Linked DNA regions of Oryctolagus cuniculus: region 2 is linked to region 1. The links are chromatin contacts, called in public Hi-C maps. All regions are on one chromosome and are shown on one strand. The core of a region is the stretch at or near the end of the contact, and the rest is flanking DNA. Distances in the headings are between cores, read along the strand shown. Region 1 overlaps AOX3 (aldehyde oxidase 3). Region 2 holds the start of AOX1 (aldehyde oxidase 1).

Region 1 (3,701 bases), core at 348-2,847:
TTGTGACTATTTTAAAACTGACTTTATGTGATTGCAGTTGAGCATCTTTTCATTTGATTAGGGTTTTTTTGTTTTGTTTTGTTTTTTGACAGGCAGAGTTAGACAGTGAGAGAGAGAGACAGAGAGAAAGGTCTTCCTTCCGTTGGTTCACCCCTCAAATGGCCTCCATGGCTGGTGCACTGCACCAATCCGAAACCAGGAGCCAGGTGCTTCTCCTGGTCTCCCATGGGGTGCAGGGCCCAAGCACTTGGGCCATCTTCCACTGCCCTCCCGGGCCACAGCAGAGAGCTGGACTGGAAGAGGGGCAACCGGGACAGAATCCAGCACTCTGACTGGGACTAGAACCTGGGGTGACGGCACCACAGGCGGAGGATTAGCCTAGTGAGCCAAGGTGCCGCCTTGATTAGGGTTTATAGTCCTTGCCTCTTTCCCTCCTTCCCTGCTGAATGATGGCCTTTCTACTTTGTATTTGTTGAACTCTTGGCTCACTGGAGTGTTAAGCCTTTGACTATAATGCGAACTAAAATAAATTATCTCAAAAGATGATAACTAAAATATTAAGTTGAATAAAATGGTTTTACCCCACTGGTATTTTTCTCTAAATAATGTGGATCTAAAGAACTGAGTGTTAATTTGTCAAGAAAAAAATTCCTGCCTGTCTTTGGCAGCTTTGGGACAATCACCACCAGTGGCTTGGCTGAGTTGGAGAAGGGAGACTAAAAGACTTCCTGGTGAAACCTGAGCTATTTAGCAGAGAAGGTGCTAGCTGTTTTCCTCTGCTGCTGGGGAAGAAACAGGCTGAGCACTCCTTGACTAGCTGAGGTGGCTAGAGACAGCTGGAAGGGTTCTGGGTAAATCAGCAACATCGGGCAAGTCCTGCTCTGCGCAGAGACTTGAGTCTCGAGACAAGAGGGACAGTCTTCTCCAGGACTTACTGAACCTAGGACATGGTCTTTTCCAAGGGCTGATGTGGTTCAACATTACAAGAGCCAAGGAGGTCTTCCCGCAGCCCCATGACCCTGTGATCTGGCTAGTGTCAAACAGCCCGAGCTTTCTTTAACAGAACCATCTGCAACACAAGCACCGTGTTACGGTAAATGAGAACACACCTTCTTCTGTGTTAGTCACAATAAATAATTCCAAAATCCTTGCAGGAGAGATAATAATGGGAGGGGAAACTCCTTTGAACTTCATATCAGGCCCTAAAAGATAGAAGAATTCTCGTTAGCGGGAGAGAAGCAATTGAGATCTCGTTTAGCAAGTAATGCTAAGACTTAGAAGTGTTTGTGATAGGCCTAATAAACAAAGTCCCCCTACATCTGAACTGAGTCTGACCCAAGCAGTGAAACATCTGTGGATTCCTTCATCCTAGAACCCTATGACAGAAACAGCTGCTTTACTAGTCACTGATGCCTGAAAGCATGGAAAATGTAACCTCAGAGAAATCTAATCGCCTTCTGCTGGACAAACTGTTCTTCAGGAACCAGAGATATTAATCTTGTCACAAGTTGGCCATCAACCAGGCAAGGGGTTGAGTCTGAATCATCAGGTATGTGTTTGGATTTCTGAGCAGACTCCAGAACTTTCACTAATTGGGATTTTCAACAGAGAAGAGGGAACCGGGTCCTCCACTACCTACCTAGAGAAGTGTTCCCCATCACCAGAGGTGCATCGGGGTGCTCCATCTTCAGCTCCAGGAGGCCTGCCAGGGTTCCTGGGGAAATCCAGGTAGTCTTCTCCCCGTGGAAAGTCAGAACTTTCTTTTGGGGATCTTCTGCCATTCTCTGCAGGAGATAATGCAGACTTAATGCTGATGTCAATGACAAAATACACAGACTTCATTGCATCTCACACACAGAACAATGGATCCCACCAGGGATCACAAAGGCTGGTACTGGCAGGACAACGCTCCCATCTGTCTACAATTAAATCCACTCTTTTGTGTGATTTGTTTTCCATCTCTTATAGCTTGAAAAGAACTAAGTGGATTTTAATGAAGTCTTATAAACAAACAAGAATCCTGTGTCCCACGGAGATTTACAACATCAGACTTCCAAATGAAGAAATCATGACTAAGTTACAAATAGTAAGAAAACACCAACGGGGAGCTGTATTGCACAGAGGGTTGTGTGCCATTTATTATCAGGCCAGCTTGTCGAATGGAAATTCACTGACCACATCTGGAGGTGGAGGAGCCAGATTCTAATCCCAGCCTATCCACTAAGTAGTCTGGAGGACTTAGGGAAGCCCTGGAACCTCTCCAGGCTAGGTTGCTATATCTGAAAATTAGGGATTTGAGTAGATGATATGAGAAGCCTTTCGGTTCTCAGATCTCACTGAAGTATGGAGTAAGGCTGGCTGTTTTGTTGAGCAGTGGAAATACAGTGGAAACAAAAAATGCTGGGTTTATTAGAGCCAGTGGGGCCCTTCCTCTCACAAACCATTTACTGCTTCCCAAGCAACATTGCGGGTTTTCAAGCACTAGATTAAAGTTGGTCTTTTCTCTGATCTAAAAGTAGAATAGTGGTTACTTGAATGACTACATTTTTTTCTCTAAAATAATGGCTGTGGCAGGTGACAAGGTGGATTGTGTTTGAGGAGATAGATCTCTCTACCCTGAGTGGACATTACACTAGTGTACTTGAATCAAAACAGCACATGGTATCCCATAAAATGAGTAATTTTTCTGTGTCAAAAATAAAACAATTTTAAAATAAGGTGGGAAATGGGGCTGGCACCGTGGCGCAGTGGGTTAACGCCTTGGCCTAAAGCACTGGGATCCCATTTGGGCACCGGTTCTAGTCCCAGCTGCTCCTCTTCCGATCCAGCTCTCTGCTATGGCCTGGGAAAGCAGTGGAAGATGGCCCAAGTCCTTGGGCCCCTGCACCCACGTAGGAGACCCGGAAGAAGCTCTTGGCTCCTGGCTTCAGATCGGCGCAACTCCTGCCGTTGCAGCCAACTGAGGAGTGAACCATCAGATGGAAGACCTCTCTCTCTCTCTCTCTCTCTCCCTCTCTTCTCTCTGCCTCTCCTCTCTCTGTGTAATGATGACTTTCAAATAAATAAATAAATCTTAAAAAAAAATAAGGTGGGAAAGACAAATATGAGATAAATACTTACAAGGGCAATTTGCACATTGCCCATGCTGGCTCAGGTAGTCTTAATTTTCTCTTTTCTTTTTTAATGGATGCTTTTGCTCCCTGTTTTGATTTGGTTCAGATATCACCTAATCCAGTCATAATTTCTAGATCTAAAATTGCCTTTATTCCATGAAATCTAATTAAATTTACTGCAATTCAATGATGTTCAACAAAAAACATGGCATTCAAGGAAAAGCCCTTGAATACTAATTGCTTCTGTACTGAGAACCACCGATCTTGTTTTACAGAAAACAAAGCAGTGAGGCCTGAGAGGGGAAGTGACCTGGTCAAGGTGATACAGGTGATTAACAGAAACAGGCCATGAACCCAAGGGCTCCCTGCCCTGGGCCCTGTGGAACTGAAATCACTCCATGCATCTGAAGGAGGCCTAGTTGAAACCACTTCTGTTGGTTAATAATAAGCCAGGGAACCGTTTCTCAAGATGGAATTGAATTGTTTAATTTGCTGGTAATTAACTTTGATGATGCCCCGGCAAGAACATTTTATGCACAAGTATTGTTTTCTGAGTAGGAACCATCAAAAGGCCAAAGCTTTCAGTGA
Region 2 (3,908 bases), core at 1,137-3,636, 100 kb after region 1:
CTTGAGCCCTTGCCACCATATGGGAGACCCAGATGAAACTTGGCTTAGGCCTGGCCCAGCACTGGCCATTGCAGCCATCTGGGGAGTTAACCAGCAGATGGAAGGTATCTCTCTCTCTCTCTTCCCCTCTCATCCTCTCTCTTGTAATTCTGACTTTCAAATAAATAAGTAATTTTAAAAGACCCCCTCTTCTCTAGTGGTTTTCTGTCTTGTACTTTTCCCAACAGCCCCTCACCCTCTGAACCACGGGCTTTATTCTACTTCGATCTGTGCAGCAATCAGGCCTGCTGGTGTTAAAGCACGTGTCTCGCAGAGAATTGGGAAGAGAAGGGATGACCTGACTTCTTTAATGAAGCAATTGCAAAAACTGAATCAATACCTCTAGATCACACGTTTGGCCCATAGATAAGAACCAGGTTATCTATTCTTACAAATCAATAGAGCACAAAACTGATGTTAGCTATTATGTTTAAAATCCCAGAACAGTTTGGAAGCGGGGGGGGGGGGGGGGGGGAGTCATTAAACTCAAACCACCAGTTTCCTCATCAAACAAAACACCAGAAGCTACAAGCTCTAGTAATGTGGCCTCTGCCCATGTCTCCACCCCACCAGCCTATCCCGTAAGCACACAGAAATCCTTCTGCCTCAGGACTTCTGTATTTGCCATTCCCTCTGCTGGGAATGCTCTCGCCCCAGCACCTTGCCTGGCTGGCTCCTGTTTCACCCTCGTCACTGCCCAGGTGTCACCCTCTCCGAGACCAACATCTCCAGGCTCAGCTCTGGCACAGCCCTGTGCCCTGGCTTTGTTCTCATTATCCTAGCCCTTATCACTGTCCGCCATCACACATGTCCATGCACCTATACACCTGCCCATGTCCTGTGCCAGCAGCAACTCTGTCACTTCTGGGGTCTGCTGTATCCCCTTAGTCTGACCACTGTGTGGCATGGCGTGGACCCTGACAAACAGCCTGAAAACTCATGGCCACTGTTGATGAAGTGAGCGGTAGCCTCTCCTTTAAAGAGGAACCAAGTCGCTGAAAGCTTTTTGCAATGAGAGTTCCGGCTGGAACGGAATCTTTTAACCAAAAGTAAAAAAAATAGTGTTGTGTTTACTGTTTTGTCATACTTAAGAAAACAATGCTATAATATTATTCACTTCACCTCGCGCTCCTATTCCACCCTCACAGCTGTCCTGGGTGGGGCTCTTCCTGGCCCCATCACAAAAAGCAGGAAAAATGAGCTCCTGTTACCCAGGGCAGAATCCGGGCAGCAGGGGAACCGGAAGTTTTTGTGAGGCGGGGAAATGTACCATGGTGGGGGTGGGGGCGGGGAGGAAGGGCCTCTTTAAGGAAAATAACAGAAAACCACGAGCGAGCGAGCGTGAGATTGGTCTGGGAGCCTTAGAGCAGGTCTCACAAGATGCCTAAGCCTGCGTTAGCTTCCTCGGGGGTCAAGCAGGCACCAGGCAGAACTTAGCCAGAAGCGGGGGTCGCGGGGGGCTCTGAAGGCACCAGCGCCGGGCAGGGAGATAACGGGTATCTCCACCCTTGCTGGGTAGCGAGTTCCTGAGGAAGCCCCGGAGCCTTCCTGCCGCGGCGTCCCCCATCCACGTGCTGTCCGTGGGTCGGGGGTTTAAAGGATGAGCCTGGCGCCTCGCGGACCCCTGGAACACAGGGCCCTGCCTGCAGCCGCCCCCCTCCCGGAGGAGGGGGGTTCTATAGAGCCAGGGGTCCGCCCCAGGGCCTGGCTGTGGTAAGCTCTGCTAGCAGCAAGCTGTGACTTTGGAAAGTTGCAATTTGTTCGTGGGAGCGGCTGGCACAGCTGCCTCTGGTCACATCCCGGGGCTACGCAGCCCTCCATCCACCCAGGTCGCTGTCGGGGTGTTGTTGCAGGAGGGCGTTCCTGACATCCGCTGGGGTTCTCTGAGACGGCGGGCTCGGGACAGCCGGCCTTAAAAAGGGATAAAATGGCTTTTGGGGGGTTTTTTCTTGTTTAGGGACAGGGTGGCGTTGCAAGGCAGCCAGTGCGTCGTGGAAGAAGAGGAAAAGGGAACATCTGGAAGGTGGCGGCCCTAAGACCCCGGGGCAGTCCCGGAGGCGCAGGCAAAGTCCTGTCCATCACGGAAGCCTGGCGCGCGCTCTAGCGCCCCACGCTCACGGACCGAAAGTTCTCGAGGGGCCAACGGCAGGGGCCGACGGCGGGCCCACGCGGCGGGCAGCCCCGCGGGCGCGCTCACCTTGCGGCCGTTCACGTAGAAGAGCAGCTCGGGCGCCGGCTCCATGGTGACTGACGGCTGCGCGGGGCGCACGGCGGAGAGCGGGGACCGCGGTTCCGAGGAGCAGTCCAGCGGACAGCGAGCGTCCGCACCGAGGTTCGGCGTGGCGAGTGGGCGGCGAGGGAGACGCCGGGATAAAACCGTGCGGCGCCGACGTCAGCGCGGCGCTCCCGGGGGCTGCGGGCGTTGGGCGAACCTGGCCCTGACCCGGTCACCTCCCGGCGGGCGGTGCTCAGAGGCAGCACCGCGCCCTGTGGCCTCGTGCCAGACCTCGCGTGCCAGACCTCGCTGTGGCCCTCGTGTTTTATGACCTCGTTTAGACGGGATTTGTCCCTCCCTCCGCATTGTGCCTGCTGTGGGCTTGCATGCTTCATTGCACGCAATCATTTGTTCCAGCTTTGCAGGACGGATGGTTCAATGGCTTCGCCTTACAGGTTGAGCAATAATCCTTAAAGCTTGTTTTTTAAAATCAGGGGCTATTTTGACATAGTGATATCGCTTTTTATTTTTTAAAGATGTTATCAGTACTTACAGCTATTCAGTTATGGGATAATGACTAATTAACCACAAAGTTTATCTGGTAAATATTGAGATGTAGGGTCTGTGGCATAGCCCGTAAAGCTGCGTCCTGAGTCGCAGGCATTCCCTATGGGCGCCAGTTCGAGTTCCAGCTGCTCCACTTCTGATCCAGCTCTCTGCTATGGTCTGGGAAAGCAGCAGAAGATGGCCCAAGTCCTTGGGCCCCTGCACCCACGTGGGAGACCGGGCTTATGCTTGGCCTAGCTGTTGTGGCCATCTGGGGAGTGAACCAACAGATGGAAGATCCCTGTCTCTCCCCCCCCCTCTGTAACTCTGCCTTTAAATAAATAAATAAATAAAATATTTTCAAAGAGTGATGTAAAGCATTTTGGGAAATTCTGAAAAGCATAAAAATACAAATCACCTGTAAGTCCACAACTTAGAATTTATCACTGCCAACTTTTTGGTAGTATCTTTCCGTTTTTAAAATTTGGAGTAGGGGCCGGCGCTGTGATGCAGTGGGTTAACGCCCTGGCCTGAAGCACCGGCATCCCTCATGGGCGCCAGTTCCAGACCCAGGTGCTTGGCGCAGCTCCGGCCAATTGGGGAGTGAGCCATTGGGTGGAAGATCTCTCTCTCTCTCTCTCTCTCTCTCTCTCTCTACCTCTCCTCTCTCTCTGTAACTCTGACTTTCAAATAAATAAATAATGGCCGGCGCCGTGGCTCAATAGGCTAATCTTCCGCCTAGTGGCGCCGGCACACCGGGTTCTAGTCCCGGTCAGGGCGCCGGATTCTGTCCCGGTTGCCCCTCTTCCAGGCCAGCTCTCTGCTATGGCCCGGGAGTGCAGTGGAGGATGGCTCAAGTGCTTGGGCCCTGCACCCACATGGGAGACCAGGAAAAGCACCTGGTTCCTGGCTTCGGATCAGCGCGATGCACCGGCCGCAGCGCGCCGGCCGCAGCGGCCATTGGAGGGTGAACCAACGGCAAAGGAAGACCTTTCTCTCTGTCTCTCTCTCTCTCTCTCACTGTCCACTCTACCTGTCCAAAAAATAAAAATAAAAATAAAATAAAATTAAAAAAAAATCTTTAAAATAAATAAAATTTTAAAACCTT

The links. A called contact is a pair of places that touch in the nucleus more often than the background predicts.
Region 2: a contact with region 1 is called in a Hi-C map of embryonic fibroblasts, with 2.7 times the contacts expected there. The contact joins the promoter of AOX1 here to the enhancer-like site in region 1. A contact is called at or near these places in 3 of 6 Hi-C or Micro-C datasets (ear pinna, embryonic fibroblasts and skin fibroblasts).

Annotation. Positions count from the first base shown.
Region 1 is chr3:39,444,719-39,448,419 of mOryCun1.1, forward strand. It overlaps AOX3 (aldehyde oxidase 3), which reads right to left. Exons shown (of 35, transcript NM_001308460.1): 9 at 1,640-1,784; 10 at 1,110-1,202. Among named protein-coding and RNA genes, the nearest start is that of AOX3, 23 kb to the right of the region's middle. Within about 2 kb of position 1,598, at least 1 of the 8 cell types and tissues checked has an H3K27ac peak or open chromatin away from gene starts, as enhancers often do. A contact at or near this core is called in ear pinna, where this site is marked.
Region 2 is chr3:39,546,420-39,550,327 of mOryCun1.1, forward strand. It overlaps AOX1 (aldehyde oxidase 1), which reads right to left and starts at 2,387. Exons shown (of 35, transcript NM_001081990.1): 1 at 2,237-2,387. The coding sequence starts at 2,281. LOC127485683 (a long non-coding RNA gene) reads left to right here and starts at 1,269. Exons shown (of 2, transcript XR_007912611.2): 1 at 1,269-1,868; 2 at 1,997-3,177.